Regions from separate parts of the Macaca mulatta genome. Here region 2 is linked to region 1. Evidence: chromatin contacts called from public Hi-C data. All regions are on one chromosome and are shown on one strand. The core of a region is the stretch at or near the end of the contact, and the rest is flanking DNA. Distances in the headings are between cores, read along the strand shown.

Region 1 (6,035 bases), core at 309-2,808:
AATTCAGTAGATCTGCAGTGAAAATCTATCATTGATCACATACCCTAGATGATTCTGAAGCAGGAGATCCACGGACCATGTTTTAATGATCACTTACTATCTAGGTTTTTTAGGACATAAACATCTGGATTCAGAGTGTGAATCTGACTATGTATATGAGCTACAATTGAGGTGTAGTGGCACAGATAAAAGAAATATTAATTTTGCTTAACGAAAAGGGAAGCAAAAGAAGAGTACAAGGAATCCCTGAAGAGAAGATGATATTTGACCTGTGATTTAAAAGATGAGAAGAAAGCCGGGCACGATGGCTCATACCTGTACTCCCAGTGCTTTGGGAGGCGGAAGTGGGCAGATCACCTGAGGTCAGGAGTTCGAGACCAGTCTGGCCAACATGGTGAAACCCTGTTTCTACCAAAAATACAAAATTAGCCAGGCATGGTGGCAGGTGCCTGTAGTCCCAGCTACTCAGGAGGCTGAGGCATGAGAATTACTTGAATCTGGGAGGCGGAGTTTGCAGTGAGTTGAGATCATGATGCCACACTCCAGCCTGGGCGACAAGAGCAAAACCCTATCTCAAAAAATAAACATAAAAAAAAAGATGAGAAGAAATTTTCCAACTGGGAAGGAGCAAAAAGAGAAAGAACAAGGAGTAAGGAAAGTGCCTGCAGAAGAAATGGCAGGTCAGATGGCAAAATATGAAACCGCAAGGACAGACTTGGGCCACTTTATGCAGAGTTTTGTATTCTGTGAAGCATAATTTATCCTGTGGGCTGTTGGTTCCCAAATGAAACAGTTGCACCAGAAATCTTCTGAGGCATTTATTAAAATTCCCAGGGTCTCCAGCAGAGCTACTAAATCAAATTGCTGTGAGATCTGAGTAACTGGAGTTTTAAGAAGGGTTCCCAGACACTCTGATAAGCAGCCAGTATAACTACTGGTAGCCAAAGGGCTTGTCATATAAGGGCTCTAAGCATCTAAGTCCTTCAGAGAATGCAGCATCCGAGAGTTGTTGTCAGGAATGATCCAGCAAGGGGAAGAAGTAAAAGTCAAGACATTCCATAGCCAGAAATAGGTTAGCACCAGAAAATTTCCATAGAGAAAGGCATAGATGACAAAGATGTGAGTTGGGTAGATGAGCTGAACTATAAAAGCAGAAGGTATGGACACAGAAGGCAGTTTCTGGAAATAAAGGCAAAGTACAACAGAGAGTTGTCCTATGCGAGATGAGACAAAGACAGACTTCTGATGAGTATGAGGTGCTGCCAGAGACAGCTTAACAGCAGCCATCCTTAATCTAGCTGATACCTTTCAGCTGGAGTTGAAAAGGTATCCAGTTCAGTCAGCAGTTGAAAAGACAAAGCCAGGAAAACATCAGGAAAAAATATCAGAGTTGGAGTTTGAACATTATGGTTCAATAGAAACTACAGAAGTAGATGGCATTGCTGGAGAGGTAAAAACGGACTTTTAAGGGACAGAGTAGATGTTTTAAAAGGCATTGAATTGGCAAGAGGAGGAGGCAGTAACATAAACTGTCTTCATTTTGTAAATACATGGGATGTAGGATTGAACTGTTTCCATTAATCTAAGCATGCAGCACTGTTCTTTAAACTTCCAGTAGATGGTGCCATAGTTTTGGAAAATAATAAAGGTAAACAAAGCCAATAATGTTACATTTAAAAAGCTTGTTTTATGTTAACTTAAAAAAAATAGGATTTATAAATGTAGATTTAGAAAAGTAGAGATTTTATTTCTTCTACAGGGTTACAGCCTGCAAAGTGACCATCTTGTAGACTGGGCAGCATGCCTCCCGCAAAGACCAGAGACAGGCACTTCACAGGAGGATTGCTTGGAGTGCAAGTGTTGTGCTGAACAGGTTGGATAAACATACATATTCTACAGGCACAGGGGGAGCTATAAATATTCATGAGGGTGGTCCTGATACATATTGAATGTCACATGCATATTGAACAAACACGCATGTAACATGACCCATGTTCACTTTGGGGTGGAGACTTAACATTTAAATGTATTTACAATTAGGCTCTATAAATCAAAAGGTCCTTTCAGGGCAGGAAGGTGTACAAGTGCACAATCTCTATAAACTGCCCAGAACCAATCCATGGTCCATGATCTTCTGATCAGGAGAAAGTTATTGAAATCAGTCTCTTATCCAATCAAAGCTATAGCTATGGCTGGTGGAACAGGGAGTGGGTGGAACCGGGAGTGGGGGTCAGAATCTGGTAGAGGTGCAAATTGTTTTAATATTGCTTATCTCGAAGCCAGTGCTTGTTTAGCTGCCAGAGAAAAAGAAAAACCTACTTTATTATTTAAGTGTAGGGGGTGCGTGAACTAATCCTTGCCTGGCATGGCCTTAGGTCCTGTTTGTATCATGGTGTAATATGGTATCTTATTGCCACAAAGTTTGTTCTGTCAGTCTGATGATCTCTATTTTACCACTAATGCTGATCAGTTGTTCTGCCTAAACCATAAAAGGGAGGGTTTAATGAAATATGTCTGACTTTCCATTCCATCATGGCTGGGAACTCAGTTTTAAGGTTTTCCTGGAATTCTCTTGGGCACAATGGGGGTTTGTTCAGTTGGTGGGGGAGGGGGATAGGATTTTATTTTAAGTTTATATTAAAAAGTAAATTAAAGTAAATAAATAAATAAAACTTATAAGGAATGACTAAAGCCAAATTAAGATAACATATCAATACCTGAAGGCTTATTTATTGTTCAAGACTCATATTCTCAGAATTTTATACTCCACTTTAGTGTTAATTTGTGACCAATAAATTGCATAATTTATTGGTCACAAATTATGCAATTAGATGGTTCACATGATCATCAAAACCACAAACAACATAAAAACTCTGAAGAATATGGAATATGGCTGGCAGTTTTAAAATGTTCATTTGCTATAAAAAAGCCACTTTCGTAGTGTTATGACTTTCATGAGTTCTAAGCACTTTTGCCTTCAGAGCCCCTTCCTTCATTGAAAAGAATACACATACACACACACACACACACATGCACACACACACACATGCACATACACAATTGTATTTTGTGACTGCTTTGGTATACACTTTAATTATTGAATTAGAAATAAAATTCATATATTTTTGTGGGCCCCTAAAAATATTGTGGGCACTATGCACTTTGTACAGTGATTAAGTCCACACAATGGATGTCTAGCTACCATAAAAAATGAAACTTAAATAGAAAGTAAAACTAGAGGGAGACAATGACTTTGAGGGTAAGTTGTCCATGGTGAAATGGAAATTCCTTGCAAGTTTTATGTGCTATCTTAAATTATATCCAAATATTACAAAAGATGTATTTTAAATAACTTATCAGGGAAAAAGAAGAAAAACAAAATTTCTTACCTGATTCATTGGTTAATGGATAAGGTAATATTGCAGAGTTGCCTTGTCCCTGAAAATTATTACCCAAAATTTACTGCTGAAAGACGCAGAATTAAGTATGTCATGAGATATTGATCAAGTGCAGTTCCAACAGGAAGAAGAACCAATTTATGGAAAGGAATATTTTTATTTTGAGAGTTTTAAGTTTCTTTTTTGTAAAGAGGGGAAGGATGGAAACAGAAGAGAGCTGCTATTATTTTTCTTAGTTTCTAATTTGGAAAAAGGAAGTGTATGACTGCAACATTTGAGAGTCTAAAATTTTAAGTAAGGGCCTACATAGTACAATAATAGCAATCTTAAATATAATCCAAAATCAAGAGTCAGAGAGAGCTGTAGAGTAGGAGGGACTGGTAATAGGGATTCCTGGAGAAGCAAGGAGAGACATTCTAGGGCATTCTGAGAGATATAAAGTGAGATGAAGTAGCTTTGGGTGTCTGCAGACCAGGAATCATGGTCAAGGATCAAAACTTGGGAATAGGGGCCACCCTCCTACTGGGCGATGACTTTGAACACCATCCTTGCTGTGAAAATTGCTTAAATTTAACCTGTATCCTATGATTTTTGCTAGACTTCAAGTATTGATGGGCAATGTTTTAGCTTTTAATTTGTCCTTAATCTTTTACATATTAAAATAGTACTTCTGCAAAAGCTTTATGTTGTCAAACAAAAGAGTTCTTTATTCAAATTGTAGTGGCATAATTTGCCTTTTTAAAAAACTCTGATTTTCTTTCAATGTTCATACTTTATAAAGATAAGGGGGAGATGTTCATTTATCTAGTTGATTTTCACCATAATGTCTATTTTTGCGAAAGAGTTTGTATGTCCTCTTTACCCCATGAGAGATGGAGAAGGAGGGGGTGGGGGTTGGGGGTAGGATATTCAATGAGCACCTTGCACAGGGAAGACAAGCAATATGAAATTTTTATGGACCTCCAAACAATCCTGACCTTTGGCAGTTCCACTCTGACATAAATAAGTGTAAGGCAAGTCATATAGCAATTAACATTTGCCTTCCATTCCATCAAGTTTGCACTGCAACCATCATGGAGAGTGAATTCCCGATAGGCAGTCATTAAGAGAGGCAGTACAGAGTTTAGAATCCTATTGCATGGGTTCAGATCTGGTCACTGCTACTTAATGGCTGTATAATCTTCGGCAAGTGACTTAGCTTCTCTAAGCCTCAGTGTCATTATCCATAAAAAGGAGATAATTCTAATACCTGCATTATAAATAATAATGAGGATTAAATGAGATAATCCATACATCAAAATTAGGTATTGGCCATATTACTTGCTATTCCAAGAAACAGCACTCAGGACACGTCTGTTAAGGATGGCCAAGGCTCTGTGTGTCACATAAAAAAGAGCTGGGGGTAGAGCAGTAACCCTAAGGCCTCTGCCAAAAGCAACTTGAAAGTTAAACTCATGTTTTTGTCCAATGGCAGTGAACAAGAAATAAAGGTCAACAGCCATTTCCTCTGGAATCTGGCTTGTGATGTGACATCCGGGAATTGGCCCAACTTGTGGGTAGAAACAAACAAATCTTCCTCCCTACAAGCTTTTATACCTACCTTTATTCTAACCTTCATTTCTACCTAGGCCCCATTCCTCAAAAGTTTATAAAATAACTGCCTTGTGTAAATTAGCATTGTTCAGGTGCAATCCTAAATAACAATGATGCGTATTTCTATTTCTACTATAGTTTTTTGTGACAATGATAAAGACATGCTCTGTCCTGAAATAATAGGTGACCTTTGATTTTAAAATTTGGCCCTTTCTCTTTCCTTCCACAGACCACTTCTTATTTCATAGTACATTACTATATTATTATTTACAAAACATTCTCAGTCAGTATTTGTTTGATTCAAAATCAAAATTTAAGGTTCCCATAATTCAGTCCTACATGTATTCCACTGCACATAATTCGTTTCAAACAAAATGGAAAAATCCCCATTCCCACAAACTCATCGCTCTTTCTAAGTGAGAATGGCTCATTTCATCTGTGTCCTTAAAGCAGTTCAGAGATGAAAAATCAAGGAGCATAAGAAATGAAGCCTGTCCCACAATTAGGATCCAGTTCATACTCACTGGGACTACTTGGAGAATTTTCTGATATCCTTTGTCTCAAGCCTCGCTTCTATCCCTTCATTTCTGCTGCACACCACCTAAATTGAAGTTGCCTAGATATTCATTCTGTAAATTATTCATTCTCTCTCTCAGTATGAGTAGCCTGGCAATGCCAGACAAAAAGAAAAAAAAATGTCTTCAGAAATACTACGAATGTTTTAGTACAATCTAGCAAACGCTTTGATTTACTCATTGATTCAAAAAAGATTCATCAAGTAACCTCTATCTTTCAGGCATTGTGGTAGATACTGCTTATAGAGTGATTAAGAGGACAGACGTAGTCCTACCTTTGTGAGGCTTACCGTTCAGTGAAAGAATAAGACATGAGAAAAACAAACACACATACACACACACACATATAATTACAGATTACAGTGATAAAAAAAGAAAAGAGAGTCATCTATGATTATAACGAGGAAGCACCCAATTCATGCTGAGGGATCAGAGACAACTTCTCTAAAATAGGATATGTAATTTAAGG
Region 2 (6,688 bases), core at 962-3,461, 130 kb after region 1:
TTGATATTTACCATCCAGCCTTTATTTTCAAGAAACACGTGTAAGAAAGAACGTGAGAATGTATCTGTTTTGTTTTAAACATCATTTGGAACATACATATAATTTTCTATCCTGATTTTTCACACATTATTCAGTAAGCAGTATTCCATATTATTAACGTTTTAAAAAATATATTTCTTGTGTCTATGTAACAAGAATACACCAGCAAATTTCATCATCCTTCAATTTTTGAGAATTTAATTTGTTTCTGCCTCTTGGTATTTCCAAATGATTTCTCAGAATGAGTTTCACTATCTGCAGCAGTTTAGAATAGTATCATTTCATTGTATCCTTGCAAATACTGAGTATTTCCATCTGTAAATCTTTGTTAACCTGACAAGTGAATCAATACAAATGACTAAAACATGCATTTTAATTTGCATTATTTTGCTTAGTGAAGTTTTTAAACGTCTTCTTCATTTGTATTGCTTCTGAGGATCATTCATATCCTTGAGATCAGATTTACTACAAAAAAATTATTTTTAAGTGAGATTTAGTTTTAATATAGGCTTATAGAATGCCTATAGGAAGTGCTCTGTCAAGTCTATAGCTATATTTTTTAATCAAACTTTTTATATTGAGACAATTGTAGTGTCACATGCAGTTTTAAGAAATAATATACAGATGACCGTGTATACCTTTATTCTAGTTTCCCCCAATGGTGACATGTTACAAAACTATTGCAATAACACAACCAGGATAACTGACATTAATATAGACAAGATGCAGGATTTCCATCCCTGACCCGTGGCAATCAATTATTCTGTTGTCCATTTATATAAACTTGTCAATTCTGAAATGTTACATAATGGAATTACACAGTATATAAGCCTTTGAGATTGGCTTTTTCTTTAACCATAATTTCCTACAGATTCATTTCAAGGTGTGTTCATCTAGTGTGTTCCTTTTTGTTACTAAATATTCCATAGGATAGATGTGCCAGTTTCTGTAAACCTTTATAGTTGAATTTTAATGACTATTTCATTAATACATTTGTCTAATTTCAAGAGTTGGAAGGAGAAAAGAAAATGCATTCAACTATTTAGGAAGTCATTCGGTCATCCCAACATTCACTGAAAGCAGACCATTGGGACAAATGTTATCCCATGCTTCTGATTACAAAAATAACTAAAACCCAAATAAAATAAAAATTAGTTAAGTAGCAGCGCTAAGATTGAAACCAGATAGGTGTTTAAAGCAGCAAGAAAATGAGTTCAGAGAACATTTTATCATCAATAAAAACTTTCTAAAATCTAACAATTTTTCTAGGTTTAATTAAACAGGCTAAAAACTTGATGTGTCCAGTCCATGAGAGCATCCTCCTATCCACTGGACTAGGTGTCTACTAAGCCACATCTTATATCTATTTGAGGCCAACTGTCTTGAGGCCAAACAAGACGCGAGTTACATGGTAGCATTTGAGAGGGCTGCGGACCCATCAGAGCAGCCTTCTCTTCCCATCTACAGCAGTTCTGGGCAGCATGCTTGGAATGGCAACGCTGGCGTCCCCGAAAAACCCCAGCCCTCTTGCCAATTTCGTCTGAACCCCAACTACCCGACCCCAAATTATTTGAAGATCTGATTTTAAACAAAACGAGGCCAATAGTGCACCATTATTGTTTCCCTAAAACGCTAACAGTATGGAGATTAAGACACAAACCAGAGACCGGAAAAAAATATTGGTGCGTTCAAAGTAACCTCAGTTCCCGACTCTATTCTCCACCTATGGTGCAATATTAACAAAAACTAAGCACACCATGCAGAGAAACGCCCTTTCGCACTTATAACTTCCGGCCTGGGACTCTAGCTCCTCACACGCCTTTGATACAAAGTGCGAAGGCTGAGCCTTAACCATGCCAAGCCCAGCGTCCTCCGGACTAGGATGCCCGAAACTGCAATGAGAGAGGGAAATTTCCTAGTCAGGTCAAGGTCCAACAAAACAAACGTCCGCACGCAGAAACTGAACCGTATCGCAGGCAGAAGCAGCTGAACCAGCAGCGAGCGGAAGTGACGCAAAGGCCGGTCACGGGAGAAGGCGGGGCCCCGAGGCAGCGCGCCCAATTGGGGCGCGGTAGAGGCCGGGGGTGTGGCAGCGTCGGCGGCGAGCGGGGGCCTGGGGGCGCTGGGGGGCGGGGCCAGGGTGTAGGCTCGCGGGGACTGGCCTCCTTCGGCAGCTGGAGGCGGTCACTCGCGCAGGGCTGGGGGCTGAGGCAAGAAGGGCCATGCTGGCGGCGAAGGAGTCTAGACCCTTCAGTCCGGTGCTCCTCCCTCGCGCAGCGGTGGCTCTACGGCCGCGGGAGTAAACACTGCCTTTGTTCCCTAGCGCCTCGTCTCTTTCGTCGCCCCGTCCCCTCACGCCGCCGCGCTCCGGCCGGCCCGCCCTCGGTCCCTGAACCCCATTTCGGCTCGTGCCGCGCGGATGCGGCTGCCGGGCCTGGGATTGGGCATTGAGCCGGAGGAGGAGGAGGAGCGGCGGCGCCTGGGCGGCATGCGATGGGGAACTGCTGCTGGACGCAGTGCTTCGGACTGCTCCGCAAGGAAGCGGGGCGGCTGCAGCGAGTAGGCGGCGGCGGAGGGTAAGCCCGCTGGGGGAGGGGCCCGGCCCCCGTGGCTCCTCCTATTCGGCCCCCGGCGGGGAATCCCTTTCGCTGTCCCCCGGCGGCTGGAGGTGGCGGCCGAGAGCCCTGCTACACTCACTGCTTAGCAGACGTCAGACGGGTGGTCGTGTTGGAGGCCCAGTGTGGGGGCCGGTCTCTGGGCCTCCTCGGAAAGAGGTAGAAGAGGGGGCGGGGTGTCGCTCCTGCCAGGGCACCCTGTCACGCGGGGAAGGAGTCACGGGAGACATCATCTCCAGGAAACAAGGAGTAACCTCGCGCTAATGGGCTGTAGGATCGGCTCCAGGGCAACCTGGACACACCCTGCGCTGAGCTTGGGTTTAATGCCAAAGCTAGTATCCCTGTATCTGACCCTCTCTTTAGCCCAGGCAGAGCAGGTGGGATCTGGCTACGGACTTAATGCCTCAGATTGATTTTACGTAGAAGTCATTTGGATGCTGGAGTAAAAGAAGGTTTCAGATACTGATGAACTCTTTGATAGCTACAAAGACTTGCTGAATTGCAGAGTTCCCAATGGGCATTCAGATTCTTGGTGCTGGTAACGCAGGGGCTATGTGTAATTTTTTCATATTAAGTTTTTGAAATTTCGAGAAGAATTCCTTTCCCTGATTGCTACTCAAACGTCCTATAACATCAGGTAAATTGCAGTCCCGAACTTAACTTCTCTTAAGTAAACCTGGGATATGCTTAGGTTTTGTATATGCACCATCCACAAAATAGAAATTTCATAATTCCATTTTTGTGTATTTTATTTCATAGATATTGAAAAAATTAGAGCAAATTCCTTTGGGGTTGACTTTGTTGTTATTGAAAATCTGAATCAAGCCAGTTTGTGTAAGGACTATTTTGCCCTTTCTGAAACATTGCTAATTTTTCATAATCTGTTCCATTTAACATTATTGGGTAATAAGATGTTCAACATAAATAAATTGAACTAAATGATCATGATTTGAATCTTTGGTAATGGAGATCTTATAAAATATAATAGGATTCTCATTCATTAGGCATTGTGTTACCTCTCTGATACAAAGTAGCTAAGGTTTTACACTAATTATCCCTAGAATGGAAGGGCAAGGATTTGCAGTTTGTGCCTAGTTTTAATATTTCGATTTCCCTAATTTAAGAGTTCTTACTGTTGAGTGGGACATGACAGCTGTTTTATCTTGTCATCCAGGATCATCTGATTTAAGTATTTCTAATTTTTATGTGTGAATGCAATTTACAAGGTCAGGCTGCTTAAGTAGGCTTGCCCAAAAACTAGATACCACACAGTCTTTGGCTTTTACTAGTATTCGTAGTTGTGTTACAGGGCGTTAAATTCTAGCTCTAAGAAAGTTGGTTTGTGGGGAGCAGTACTTCTAAATGGATAAACAAAAAACTTTGTACTTGACTTTGGACTACATGATGTGTCTGTGGGACTTTAGTTTTCCTTTTTTTATGTGGTCTCCGTAGAGTACAGCGTTAAAATTGTATGTTCTACTCCCTCAGCTTATGAACGTGGCAGCATAGGGAGGTGGCAGGAGGAAATCCATGAATCAGCGTGAGTGTTAATTGTCTGTAGATATGCCATAAAAACATAAGCAGGTTGACTATGAGTATTTCTTTTCTTTTCTTTTCTTTTTTTTTTTTTTTTTTTTTTTTTTTGAGACGGAGTCTCGCTCTGTCGCCCAAGCTGGTGTGCACTGGCGCGATCTCGGCTCACTGCAACCTTCGCCTCCCGGGTTCAGGCCATTCTCCTGCCTCAGCCTCCCAAGTAGCTGAGACTACAGGCGCCCGTCACCACACCTGGCTAATTTTTTTGTATTTTTAGTAGAGACCAGTTTTCACCGTGTTAGTCAGGATGGTCTCAATCTCCTGACCTCATGATCCGCCTGCCTCAGCCTCCCGAAGTGCTGGGGTACAGGCATGAGCCACCGCGCCCGGCCAGCAGGTTGAGTATTTCTTACCTGAAATACTTGCTTTGAAGTTCAGATTTTTATTCAGATTTTGGAATATATGCATTGTATATGGTTCAGTATCTGAAAATCTGAAATCCAGAATTCTCCAATGAGCATTTCCTTTGAGTAACATTTTGGCAATCAAAAAGTTTCGGATTTTGGAACATTTCAGATTTTGGGTTTTGAGGTTAGGTATACTCAACCTGTGGTTGGATTTTTACTGTTTGTGGGCAAAACTCCTTGAACAAGTCCTGTGGAGGCAGTGAGAGTTTATAGGTTGTGGACACTGTCATCTAAAATCATATAATGGTGATATTAATCCTATTACTTTAAGTCTATAAACATAGGATTTGACAGTTCCCTTACTTGAATTTTCTTTTTTTTTTTTTTTTTTTTTTGAGACGGAGTCTTGCTCTGTCGCCCAGGCTGGAGTGCAGTGGCCGGATCTCAGCTCACTGCAAGCTCCGCCTCCCGGGTTCACGCCATTCTCCTGCCTCAGCCTCCCAAGTAGCTGGGACTACAGGCGCCCGCCACTTCGCCCGGCTAGTTTTTTGTATTTTTCAGTAGAGACGGGGTTTCACCGTGTTAGTCAAGATGGTCTCGATCTCCTGACCTCCTGATCCGCCCGTCTCGGCCTCCCAAAGTGCTGGGATTACAGGCTTGAGCCACCACGCCCGGTTTAACATCAATTTTAATACTGTTTTAGCAGCTTCCAGTAAGCATGTAGAGAGAGATGGACATAGTTACTTGTGCAGTAAGGTTAAACTGTCTCTTATTTTAATTTTTTTTTAATCAACTGTTTTGATTTTCTTTCAAGTATAGGTCTGGATAGTTAGTAGTTCTTCTAAAGGTGAAAAGTTGAGGAGTAGTCACAAAAACTTGATTTGATCCTATATGTCGTTGTAGTGACCACAGAAGAAGAGAGTGTCCTCAACTTTTTTAGCTTGATTTAAGCTAGACTTCACAGGGATGCTTTCTGATCTGAGGCCTGGTTTCTGAGTCTTGCAGATCGATATACCCCTGAGAAATCTGAAACTCAGATCACTCATTTTTTACTATTCAATCTGAAAACCAGAATTACCACTTTTTCAGTTTATAAAATACTAGGGAATTCTAGTATTGTATATTCTAGGATATGTTTCACCGGTCAAAATATCAATATCAGTGTTGAGGTATCTTGGAAACCTTACTACTAATAAAATTATTTGGTGATTAAAGCAGAGAGAATTAAATGTCTTTAAGGAAAAAAACCTAGGCATCTTAACGAGTCATACTTCTTCACTGGAGTTTTGCCTGCCAACACTTTCTACAGGGCTCCATCTGCTGGTCAGTTCTCCTGTTTCTCTGAGCAGGCCTTTGTATATTTCTTAGTTTTTTTTCTTTCTCAGATGGAAGACCGAATTAAGTTTTATTGTGTTGTATTTAATTCGTATTTCTATATTACTATATAATTCCACATAGTGATTCCACTTAAGATAAACTATAGTTTTTATAGAAAGGTATAACCATATTTTGTATCCTTATCAATACGCAATATTTGTTCGCCTTTTTGGCTCTGGCAGCAAAGTTGCTTTCAGGCAATAGTTTACAGTGATTTGCTTTTCCATTCCTAGTAAAAATGTTTTTAATAATAACTGCTAACAGTCCATTACTTCCTATGTGACAGGCACTGTTCTAAGTAGGGCAAGTAAGTATACATATTATATATATTATAGGTTGAAAACTGATACTTAGAAAGTTGAACTTTCCCAAGGTAGCAGAGCTGGGATTGCAACTTAGGTCCCTCTGAATTCAGAGTTCTTATCCTTAACCACCACAAATAGTTCATGGCACTTATTCTATAGGTAAACATTTGGTTGCTATCTCTCTCATTGCAGTATCTTGAACTTTGTCACCAGAAGAATTTATGAATATACCTGAACAACTTGACTCTTTATTCTGTGTGCTAAGCTGTCTTTTTCTTGAACCTATGCACTTCACTTCTGCAACATCACCTTTATCTTGTTTTTCTGTTTCTCTCCTAGCTATTCGTACTGTCTGTTAAATGTGGGGTTTTTCCTGTCTTCTCTCTTTTGTTTAATTTCCTTCATATGTGTA

Evidence for each region. Hi-C and Micro-C count contacts between places; a contact is called where the count stands out from the background.
Region 2: a contact with region 1 is called in a Hi-C map of fetal cortex germinal zone, with 3 times the contacts expected there. The contact joins the promoter of AP1AR here to the enhancer-like site in region 1. A contact is called at or near these places in 6 of 14 Hi-C or Micro-C datasets (CD4 T cells, blood, cortical neurons and 3 more).

What each region holds. Positions count from the first base shown.
Region 1 is chr5:121,351,818-121,357,852 of T2T-MMU8v2.0, forward strand. No RefSeq gene overlaps it. Among named protein-coding and RNA genes, the nearest start is that of FAM241A, 47 kb to the right of the region's middle. Within about 2 kb of position 1,559, at least 1 of the 40 cell types and tissues checked has an H3K27ac peak or open chromatin away from gene starts, as enhancers often do. A contact at or near this core is called in fetal cortex germinal zone, where this site is marked.
Region 2 is chr5:121,480,297-121,486,984 of T2T-MMU8v2.0, forward strand. It overlaps AP1AR (adaptor related protein complex 1 associated regulatory protein), which reads left to right and starts at 2,212. Exons shown (of 10, transcript NM_001193936.2): 1 at 2,212-2,615. The coding sequence starts at 2,533.